Linked DNA regions of Pan paniscus: region 1 is linked to region 2. Evidence: chromatin contacts called from public Hi-C data. All regions are on one chromosome and are shown on one strand. Each heading gives the region's core, a stretch centred on a gene start, on an enhancer-like site or on the middle of the called end of the contact. The rest is flanking DNA. Distances are from core to core; before and after follow the strand shown.

Evidence for each region. Hi-C and Micro-C count contacts between places; a contact is called where the count stands out from the background.
Region 1: a contact with region 2 is called in a Hi-C map of induced pluripotent stem cells, with 2.7 times the contacts expected there. The contact joins two enhancer-like sites. A contact is called at or near these places in 2 of 3 Hi-C or Micro-C datasets (fibroblasts and induced pluripotent stem cells).

What each region holds. Positions count from the first base shown.
Region 1 is chr5:39,634,731-39,640,871 of NHGRI_mPanPan1-v2.0_pri, reverse strand. No RefSeq gene overlaps it. Among named protein-coding and RNA genes, the nearest start is that of RIPOR2, 56 kb to the right of the region's middle. Within about 2 kb of position 3,356, at least 1 of the 2 cell types and tissues checked has open chromatin away from gene starts, as enhancers often do.
Region 2 is chr5:39,506,181-39,512,186 of NHGRI_mPanPan1-v2.0_pri, reverse strand. RIPOR2 (RHO family interacting cell polarization regulator 2) reads left to right here. Exons shown (of 23, transcript XM_034961558.4): 7 at 1,424-1,573; 8 at 5,839-5,902. Among named protein-coding and RNA genes, the nearest start is that of ARMH2, 59 kb to the right of the region's middle. Within about 2 kb of position 4,731, at least 1 of the 2 cell types and tissues checked has open chromatin away from gene starts, as enhancers often do.

The DNA.
Region 1 (6,141 bases), core at 2,107-4,606, 130 kb before region 2:
CTCTGGGACCATTTCTCTTCTGTCCTGATGGACCCTTTGAGACAATTCATTGCCCCTTCAGCAGCTCCTACTGCTGAAGCCTCACCCTCCTCTACAGCCACATCCACCCCAGGAAAAGTCTCTGTGCACTCCCAGGCTGAGGACCCCTTTAGAGGCAAAGCAAACAGCAGAGCCAGGGAGCCTATTAAGGCTGGGGTCCTGCTCTCTAGCACAAAACCCTCATAATAAGAAGAGAAGATGATGCAGAAAGGAAAGGAAAAGTCCCCACGCTGGTAGCTCAGGCCTAGTTCCCAGCCCTTCTTCCTCAGAACCAGATGGCTCCCTGGATTTAGAGTATCCCCTAGTGGCCTCAGCAACCAAATTCTGCATGGCAGAGAGGATGGTTGGCCACAGACACTGGGGCCATATACATCACAGTATAATGTCTAAACAAAATGTGAGCTCCATTGGCTGTCAGAGTTCACTGTGAATCAATACATCCAAGAAATGGGAAGAGAGAGACAGAGATAATCCTCATTTTAAGATAAAGAGTTAAGCTCAAGTAGAGATGGGGCAAGTGTAGACCAAATTAGGATGCTTGGAGTATGTTTCTGGTATGCAAGTTTCATGGTGCTATTGGTCATTAGCACTGGCCCAGGGAGCCAGGGAACATTGTTCCACCCCAGGTTTCAGAACCCAAAACTTTGCCTTATGGTGGCCACAGACACCCCAAACCATGTCCCATCACTCTCATGAGTACCCCAATGTCTTCTCCCACATCCTTCAAGTCCCTTCTTCTTTGCTCTTCTACAGGTGAGAATAAAGGTAGAAAAATCGAAAGTGGGCTAGGGAGCAGCAATGGTGATCAGAGCCATTACAACAGATCGGAAATGCTTTCAGCACCACTTTACCTGCAAATGGCTTTCAACATCCCAGTCTCCTCATGGCTTAGCACATGGTGTTTTTGATGGAAATAAGGTGCTATATTGTGATACACTCTAAGATGCTGCAAAGAAACGTGATCAGACCTTCAAATGGTATTACCTGATCTGTACTTTCTTTGATTTGTGTTGGTCCAGACCTTCACTAATTTACAAAATAGAAGCTTAGTCTTCTCTCTCCTTAACATCCCCTTTATATCCCTTTACCTTTTTTCTTGATGTGTCTTCCTCAGTCTCAAAGAGTCCAGTTCCTCATATCCTCTTATTCCTATCACCTTAAAAAACCTACTCTTTGGAAATTATCTGTTTCCCAATTACTATAACTCAGAAATTACTGTGTGTCATACCTTTGTCTGGGAGCTTACATTTTAACAAAGAACAATACATTTAGCCAAAGGAATGGCACTGTGAGTGAAATGTTAGGTACCAGTTAACTCAAGAATCAACTCTTATCTTGGGCTGAACTACAAGTTAATTGATTAAATAGTCTGTTAAAAATTTAATGAGATTTTTAAAATGATACCAAATCAAAATTTAAAGCAAGCATTAGCAGAATTGCTCTCAAAGAGTCAGATAGTAAATATTGTCATCTTTGGGGGATATGCAATTTGTGAGACTGTTCAACTCTGCCTTCGTAATGTGAATGCAGCCATAGAAAATACATTAACAAATGGACATGACTGTTTAATATAACTTTATTTACAACAAGCAAACAATTGGCAGACTGAATTTGGCCTTGCCGTCAGGTCACAGTTTGAAGACCTCTGATATAGGATACTTCTTTGAATTACTGAAAGTGAGCATGTGCATAGGCACATGTGTGCACGCACACACACACCATTAACCTCTTTCATGAAAATCAAGTTATTGGGCTAAATGCCCCACTTAAAAGGCACAGAGTGGCAAGCTGGATAAAAAAGCAAGACCCAATGGTATGCTGTCTTTAAGAGAGCCATCTCACACATAATGACACTCATAGGCTTAAAATAAAAGGATGGAGGAAAATCTACCAAGCAAATGGAAAACGGAAAAAGAAGCATGGATTGCAACCCTAATTTCAGACAAAACATATTTCAAACCAAGAAAGGGGAGAAAAAGACAAAGAAGGGCATTACATAATGGTAAAGGCTTCAATTCAACAAGAAGGTCTAACTATCCTAAATATATCTGCACCCAACACAGGAGCACCCAGATTCATAAAGCAAGTTCTTAGAGACCTACAAAGAGAAAACCATTCAAAAGATCAATGAATCTCAGAGGTGGTTTTTTCGAAAAATTAATAAAGTAGGCCACTAGCTAGGCTAATAAAGAATAGAGAGAAGATCAGATAAACACAATTAGAAATGCTGAACAAAATGTTACTATTGACCTGACAGAAATACAAACAACAAAATATTACTATTGACCTGACAGAAATACAAACAACAAACAAATTTGTCTTCCATTCAAAGATATCCTTATTGCAGGTGTTTTACAATAAAGGCCATTCCCTGGTGGCACTTTGTTTGCTTGGCTCATAGGATATTTAAGTTTGAATTGCTGTCGTTGTTTTAAAATCATGAGGTTTTACATGTAAATCCAGATTTGTACCAGTACCATGCTGTTTTGGTTACTATAGCCTTGTAGTATATTTTGAAGTCTAGTAATGCGATGCCTCCAGCTTTATTCTTTTTGCTTAGGATTGCCTTGGCTATTAGGGCTCTTTTTAGTTCTGTATAAAGTTTAAAATAGTTGTTTCTAGTTCTGTGAAGAATGTTATTGGCAGTTTGATAGGAATAGCATTGAATATGTAAATTGCTTTGGGCAGTATGGCCATTTTAATGATATTGATTCTTCCTATTCATAAGCATGAGATTTTTTCTATTTGTGTCTTCTCTGATTTCTTTGATTAGTGTTTTGTAATTCTCATTGTAGAGATCTTTCACCTACCTGGTCAGCCGTTTTCCTAGGTATTTTATTCTTTTTGTGGCAATTGTGACTTGGATTGCCTTCTGATTTGGTTCTTGGTTTGGCTGTTGCTAGTGTATAGGAATACTAGTGATTTTTGGGCATTGATTTTGTATCCTGCAACTTTGCTGAAGTTGTTTATCAGGTGGAGGAGCATTTGCTCTTGGAACCATGCAAAGTGAGGAGTACCTGTAATGTCTTCTGCGTGATAAGACAAATTATGAAAATTTCATGAGAGCTAAGATTTAGAATGGACTATAAAGGTCACTCAAGCCAAGTGGACTCCAAAGGAAGGATCTCCTCCTATAGTACCTTGTTTTGTGACCATTTGCAGAGCTCTTGAGAAAAAACCATTATCAAATGCTTTCCTAACTCAGTGCACAGATTCTTAGCAAAAACCTGTTAATACAACACTCTGACCACCAGGTGGAGTGTCAGGCTCCCTGTCTTGCCCCCTAGGGCTTTGGTGTCAAGAGCCAAAGCTTTTAAAATATCATAGTGGATGCAAAATGAATTGAAACTCTGAGTCCACGTGGTGAACTCTCTCTGTGGAGCTCTCTTATCTCAGAAATCAGGTACAAGAAGAGGGTGTGGGGCTGCTTCCTGCCTGGATGGGGTTAGCTTCCCTCGGAAGGTCTGGAGTAAGCAGGTTAGACCAACTCACCTAACTCTTCCCTTGACCAGCTGTCTCTAGGATGCTATTCTTTTTTTTCCTTTGAGGGTTTCATTAAAACCCTTTAAGCTGAGGTTTGGATATGGGTCTGGGAGATACAGAGGCCACTTAGCCAGTTTTGGTGGCCACCTAATCTAAGCAGAGGACTTCTCAGGGCTCCAAGAGGCCCAGCACACTGGGGGCCCACAGTGAGGTTTGGTTGTGAATTCCATAAACCTAAATCCATAGGTGGGATTTCATGGATGGCGTTCAGCCACTGTGCATAGATGTCCCTTGGTTACCTAGCAGGGGGACATAATCATAGCATTTAGCTGGTTGAGGTTTCCAGAATTCTGGATCCTATCTGTCTTGTGGGAAATTACCTTGTTGCAATGTACCTCCTAGTATACCACCAGACAAGCTACCCAAGAAGTCACACAACAGAATGGCTCACAGACTAAATTAAAATTCTCAAATTATATAGGTTATTAAAACAATTTAAAATACATAGCAAGAAGAGATCTGGTAAGGTAATGTAAAATAGAGGGCAAGTAGGGTGAAAGAATAATATTATCTGAATCCTACGGTGTACAAAGTTTTTATGTCCTCTCTCTCAGCTGCATCAGCCTTCAACACTGAAGCTATGATTATAAAGACCAGACCTACCTGAGGTTTGAGCAAGGGCTCTACAAGCAGAAGGTTCCCAGGGCTAATGACGCATGCTTGTTAGAAAGACACAGGAACAGGGCCATGTATGCCTGGCTGCAATTGTAGCTCATTGATTAGACTATTGAACAGCCATGGGTTTTATTTGTGCCTTGGACAGAGAACATGTGGGTCATGATAGGTACCACCAATGGCTGGCCAAATTAAAGTGTTATGAACATTGAGTGCGCATGCATATTTTATGTATCCTGAGCATTTGGATTTTATTGTGTATTTAGAGCTTCATATGTCTGATGTACATTTGGTGCCCAAGTGCCTCGTGTATATTTATGATCTCATAAAATACTAGGATTTTCCTGGCCCATCCATTCTTTTCTATCTATATTTAACATACACGTGCTCTACTAAGTACTTTACTTAACACCCCTTATGAGCTTATGACATATCCCATTTCTTTTTTTCCTTCTACAGCATAGCTGAATGTTCTCAAACAATGCAACAAATGCACACTATGAGTCACCCTTAGAGTATTCAGTCCTCTCATTCTAATACATCATACAGATAAGTTTAAACTATAAACCATCATTGTCATAGTAAACAATATTGAAACAGTGGCTTTTAAACTATTCACTCGTATCAATATAAGTCCAATCAGTCCACTTTTTTCAGAAGCCCCAGGGTACGACTCACGATTGTGGCTTCTTGAGACCATGAGGCCATATGAAGCTCTGAGCATCCAGGTATCACATCTTTGTCATCAGCTCTAATTGTCTGCAATGTTGGAGTTCCTCTTTTGGTATTGACTTCTTATTTGCTGATTTATCTTTTCTACATCATTAGAAGCATTATCAATGATGTTTTTGCAAATATCCACCTATTAAAGTTGATTTGGTCTTGTCCTTTGACACGTCCAGAAACTAAGACCTTTATCTTTTCAGCACACTGAGACGTTATTGCCTAAAAGCACATGTTACAATATGACTACAAACATCATTTTGGATAAGCCAACTCTTTCATTTGAGAAAATGTCCAGGAACCGAAAGTGAGGATTTTATTTTTGATATAGTATGTTTTGTTGCATTTGGCCTGTTTTATTTATATTGACACAACAAAAGGTATTTATTTATTTATTTTTATTTTTATTTTTGAGACTCATGCTGTAGCCCAGGGTGAAGTGCAATGGCATGATCTCGGCTCACTGCAACCTCTGTCTCCCAGGTTCAAGCAATTCTTCCTGCCTCAGCCTCCCAAGTAGCTAGGATTACAGGTGCCCACCACCACGCCTGGCTAATTTTTGTATTTTTAGTAGAGATGGGGTTTCACCATCTTGGCCAGGCTGATCTTGAACTCCTGACCTCATGATCCACCTGCCTCGGCCTCCCAAAGTGCTGGGATCACCGTGCCCAGCCAGGGTATTAAATATTAAACCTATGCAAATAACTACACCCACACAAAAAGTAAAGAAACTTAGCAAATGCACTTTGCATAGTGTTTAACTGCTATTCTAAGGAGTAAAATCAATCAATATGTGATATCTTTTTCATTTTATAAATCTTATAATTTTAAGAAAAGTACAAGGCTGGGTATGGTGGCTCACACCTATAATCCCAGCACTTTGGGAGGCCGAGGTGGACGGATCACCAGGTCAGGAGTTCAAGACCACCCTGGACAACATGGTGAAACCCTATCTCTACTAAAAATACAAAAAAATAGCCAGGCATGGTGGTGCTTGCCTGTAATCCCAGCTACTCAGGAGGCTGAGGCAGGAAAATCACTCAAACCCAGGAGGCGGAGGTTGCAGTGAGCTGAGATCATGCCATTGTACTCCAGCCAGGGCGACAGAGCAAGATTCTGTCTCAAAAAAAAAAAAAAGAAAAAGACAAGTACAATTAGTATAAGTAAAATATATACTTATAAGTATTACAAATATAATAATTTTCCTCAAATTTGTTTAAG
Region 2 (6,006 bases), core at 3,482-5,981:
TAAGCTTCCTTTTTGAAGAAACAAAGTTCATACTGAAATGAAAATTCAAATAGTGCTAGGTAAGTATGCCTCCCCAAAGCAATAGGTTTTATTTGCTTTTGACAATGCCTGATGGTATTGTTGTTTGTTATCCGCCTGAAAATTCTTGTAGTTAACTGCAGTCAAAGATAGTACCAGACTTATAGAGATAAATATCATTAGGAATAACTTTAGAACAGGTTTTTTTTTTTTAGCTAAGCACAATGATATGCACCTGTAGTCTCAGCTACTTGGGAGGTTAAGAGGATCACTTGAGCCCAGCAGTTAGAGACCAGCCTGAGCAACATAGCAAGACCTCATCTCAAAAAAAAAAAAAAAAAAATTTCAACCCTAGCACTACTGGCATTTGGGGATAATTCTCTATTGCGGGAAGCTGTCCTCTGCATTATAGGATGTTTAGCAGCATGCCTGGCCTCTACGCACTAGATGCCAGTAGACCCCTGGGGGTCAAAATTGCCTTGGCTTGATTGAGAATCACTGCCTTAGAAGAATTAGCTTATTATCAGGCTTATATGAGTATAAAATCAATAGTCATTTGAAAAGGGTATATTGTTATTATTTAGAAGCATAAGTGTAGATGTGTAGCAAAAGTTCATTTATATTGCTTCAATTTATTTTTTTGTAATTGTCATATAATTTACACGAAAAAGGGTTGAGTTCTTAAGTGTTCAGTTTGATATATTTAGACAATTGTGTTTTACCCTAATTTTAAGAATAACTTTTTCCTTTACAGTTGAGCCAAGACTTTACAAAAATTATCTTCAACATATATCCCCAAGTTACTTTATGAAATACTAAATCTGGATGTGTAAATATCAGGATGACAAATCCTAATATTGTGACACTACCTCTTAAAGTGATATTAGCCTAGGATACTACAAAGTTTTCACCTTGGTATGAAATTGTACAAACCCTTTCAGTGTTTGTTCTATATACAGAAGGCTCTCATCTTCCTTATTTAATACTTACAGTCTTATTTAATACTTAATTATTTTTATTATTTAATACTTATTTGTTTAATACTTATTTAATACTTACAGAAAGCTCTCATCTTTCTTATTTAATACTTACAGTCCACCCATGAACCCACAAAGTCACCTGGGAGTCATTTTAAACAATTCCAATGATAGCCTCAAACAATGCAAGAGAGGCACTTCCCTTTTGCATAATTTGAAAACAGGATTAGAGCAAAATCTGTTTTGAGACAAAATGTATCACAGTGGCTACAATAAAAATGATTGGTCCCTATCTAAAAGGATAATACTTCTACAGGATTCTCTTTGTAGAGGTCAGAAATATAAAGTAAATTAAGCATGTAACAATGATCTATGTATTTTCTTTCAAGCCTGACATTTATTTCTGTTTCCTGTTTTGATTCTGGCAGGTAGATGAACTCTATGAAGCTTATTGTATCCAGCGACGCCTCCAGGATGGTGCCAGCAAAATGAAGCAAGCCTTCGCAACATCCCCTGCCAGCAAAGCTGCCCGGGAGAGTCTGACAGAGATCAATCGGAGCTTCAAGGAGTACACAGAGGTATAACTCACTAACCTGCTTAAGTTGCCGAATCCCATCTGGCCTGGTGTGAATTGTTGGTAATTGCCAAGAACAAGGCAAACAGCAACCCACAACCTCATTCCACCCTCTGGAAAGATAGGTTTTACTGTTAGCCTAAAAAGTATGCAAGAAAGGCAATCGGTAGAATTGCTTAAAATGAATGAATAAGCTGGGAGTGGTGGCACGTGCCTGTAGTCCTAGTTATTCAAGAGGCTGAGGCAAGAGCATTGCTTGAGCCCAGGAGTTCAAGGCTGCGGTGAGCTACGATCGCGCCACTGCACTCCAGCCTGGGTGACAGAGCGAGGCCACATCTCTAAAATAAAATAAAATGAATGCGTAAACCACATTGCCCTGATTTGTGTCATTTAAACACACTTCTAAATATTCTAGTGTAAATCGAGCCTAGTTTTATCCCTGGAAGTGGAGCAGACCCTATGGTTCAGATAGCTACACTGGATGTCAGTGTTGGATCAGTAACCCTCTGCCTACAATGTTTTTTTTAATTGTGAGAAATTTTTATCATAAAGGAGCCAAGATTAAGAACCATGAACAGAAGTGTGCTTTCCTGGTTTCCAACTCTCTGGGGCCCAAGCATCTGACATAGAGAGGTCTTCACTCCTCCTGAGGTCACCTAATACCAATGTCTTTGATGAAATGACTAAATTATTAAAGCAGCACTCCTCACTATCCCATGAGTCTTTGTTCAGAGATCAGATTTCATGAATGAAGTCATCAGCCTGTAGAGGGTCTGTTGGACAATTCCCAGAGCTGAGCATCTGGTTCAGCCCTGGGATCAGAAGGACAGCTTGGATGACTGTCAGTAGGATCCCTTTGTGTGTACACTCCCATGTTGCCTCTTGTCTAAACCAAGTTTCTCTCTTTATTTGACTTAAAGCAGGGCTTCTTTACCTAAGTTCCTCCTTTAGAATAATTTTTTTATTATTTTTTGAGAGATAGAGTCTTGCTCTGTCACACAGGCTGCAGTGCAGTGGTGCGATCTTGGCTCACTGCAATCTCTGCCTCCCGGGTTCAAGTGATTCTCCTGCCTCAGCTTCCCAAGTACCTCTCCTGCCTCAGCTTCCCAAGTAGCTGGGACTACAGGTGTGTGCCACCACACCCGGCTAATTTTTGTATTTTTAGTAGAGACGGAGTTTTACTATACGTTGGCCAGGCTGGTCTCGAACTCCTGATCTCAGGTGATCCGCTAGCCTCTGCCTCCCAAAGTGCTGGGATTACAGGCGTGAGCCACTGAGCCCGGCCTAGAATAATGTTTTTTAAATGCATAAAATAAAATACATAGGAATTGAAAAGAAGAAAATATATTGAAACACAGTTATTTCAATATCATCAGTATAGTTTTCAAAATATTTCAAAAGTCAAATATGTGACATAGTTCTATGCTGCTGCTTTATTAACACATCAAATTATAAGATCTAGTAGTGGCTCTAATAACTACTGAAACATCAAAGTAATGAAAAGTATAAATGATTTTTTAAAAAGTTATCTGCAATAAATAATGTGACATGAACATATATGTGATTTCTATCAGTGTCAAAGTCACAGGTATGGCTAATACTGCTGTGGCTTGTTTTCTACCTTCATCATACCTAAACATGTTTAATTTCAGTTAAATGATAGTGAAAATAAAGATCTGACTCTTCCCACCCTCCCCCATCCTACTTTATAGAGCTGCAGATTGAAAATTCCTGGCCTAGAAGCAGTCCTAGTTCACGAGACCCCACTTCTACAGATCTCTGAAATGAGGAGAGCCGTTTCCAATTATAAAGGATGTTTATAGGACAAATGCAGATAACTGACCAGCAGAATGCAGGGGCTGCCTTTGTTGGCATATTTGCAGGTCATTTCAGACACAGCCACCCTTGATCAAGTGCCAGGGCATGGCATCATGACCTTGCTCACAAATTCAAAGACATAGAGTGCAATTTAAACTGCCTTAGAGAAGAAAGAAGTCCAGGGCTTCTGTAGCCTCATACCTCATTTGGTATCAGGTGGTTTTATATCCTCATGGCCGGGTGCAGCGGCTTATACCTGTAATCCCAGCACTTTGGGAGGCCAAGTTGGGAGGTTCACTTGAGGTCAGGAGTTCAAGACTAGCCCAGCCAACATAGCGAAACCCCGTCTCTACTAAAAATACAAAAATTAGCCGGGCGTGGTGGCGGGCACCTGTAATCCCAGCTACTCGTGAGGCTGAGGCAGGAGAATCGCTTGAACCTGGGAGGCGGAGGTTGCAGTGAGCTGAGACAGCGCCGCTATACTCCAGCCTGGGTGACAGATAGAGACTCTATCTCAAAAAAACAAAAAAGCAAGAAAGAAATACATCCTCACATAACCACAAAAGCCAGCATGTTATTATGATGATGGTTTAAAATGAGGATTTAACAATGAGGTCAAGGTGGCTCAGGTGCTTTTGCGTGTGCAGCAATGTTCATCAGTGGCTGTGGGTGGGGGGGGGTGCCAGGGGGTCGGGGGAGGAAAATTTTGACCATGGATGTCCTCAAGTCTTAACCTAGCTGCTCTCACGTTTTTCAGAGATACTGGTAGCAATCCTGACATGCATGATAGCATAGTTGATATGTCTGGAAACTGTGTTTCTTCACAGAAGTGCCCAATACTCTGAGGAAATAAATTGGTTTATAATACTGAGGCTTTGTTTTCAAGGCTTTCAAGCTACACAGAGCTCAGACTTCAGGAAGTTTTCCCCAGCCTTGCTAGCTAGTTCAGGTAGTGAGAATTTACAAGGGAAAAAGCAATGCCATTCTCTTTGCATCCCATGAGAGTGATCATTTGGAGCAGAACAAAGAAACATAGAAGAATCAGAACCTCTAGGCTGAGGTCCTCAGCATACAGAATTCAAATGGAAGCAATACCAGCCTGCACTAATCAAGCTGGCCATGCTTTTGTCAGTGAGGCCACCCTCGAACCCCTAGCCTTGTGGGAGGCTGGCAACTGAGGGAGAAGCCTGCAGACATCACCCTGCATCAAGCTTCAGTGGAGACTGCTGCTTAGCATAGCAGAGGCAGAATCCAGATTGTAAGCTGGTCAAGCAGCAGAAGGGCCTCCCTGGGGATGGCCCATGGCCGCAGCACTTTCCCTTTTCATTTCTAACTGCAATTGTTCTATTTAGGTCCTCAGGTATTGAGGAAGTAGGGTGAGGGTAGTTATGTATCTAACCACATGCACAGATGGTGTTACTCCTTCTCTCTATCCTGTTCCTTCAACATCAAAGAGAAGACCCTTGTCAGACCCAAAAATAATTTTTGGGGTGCTGTAGGTTTGCAGTAGGAAGTCTGCCTTACTCACTTGAGCAGAATTCAGCCCTTGTGCTCTTTTGGCCCCAAATTTTTAAGAAAAATTTCAAACCTATAGAAAAATTGAAAGACTAGTACATTGAACACCATATGCCTTTATCTAGATTTACCAATCGGTAATATTTGGCCATATTTGTTTTCCCTCTCTCTCATATGATCAAATCCCCCTCAAGTCATTTGACAGTAAGTGATAGACATCATGACATTTCACCCCATATGTATTTTAACCTGGATCTCTTTTTAAAATTTATTTGTAATTGGCAAATAAAAACTACATATTTATGGTATACAACATGATGTTTTGAAGTGTGTATGCACAGAAATATGTAATACAATGGCTAAATCAAGCCAGGGATCTCTTAATAGTAACCTGTGGAATATCTACATTTCCTACATAACCACATACCATTACCACAACCAAGAAAATTGACAATCATCCCATAGAATTATATAACATATTGTCCATTTTCAAGTTTTCCCTATTTGGATCAATAATGTCTTTTATAAATGTTTTGATTTATTTACTTTCAAATCAGGATATTATCAAGGTTAAGTTGTTACATTTGGTGATTATGTTTGTCTAGTCTCTTTATGTAGAAATTTTTTCCCCTATGATACTGCCTTTTTGTAGAATTCATGCTAATTCCTATAGACTACCCCACATTCTGAATGTGTCTATTTTTGATATAATCTGACTTGCTCATCTATGCCCTAAATTTCCTGTACACTAAAAGGTGGGCTTAGACTCAGATCAAACATTTTGTCAAGAATGTTTCTTAGGCTGTGCTGTGTGGAGCAAACAGGTAAATGCTTCTCGTTGTTCACGCAGTGGTTGTGCTGCTGTTCGAACGTCGTGTGCTTTGAGCTGTTGGGTGAAAGGCTAGCTCTCATGATCGTCTCCTGTCCTCTTTGCAGAATATGTGCACCATTGAAGCGGAGCTAGAGAATCTGCTGGGAGAATTCTCCATCAAGATGAAAGGTATTATTTTCCTTGTTTAGAGAGAATAAGGAGCCATCTCTGCAGAGTGCAGAGCTCCTTGAAGTTTGAGAGCCCATGCTATTTTTATTTTTCTTGCAAAGACG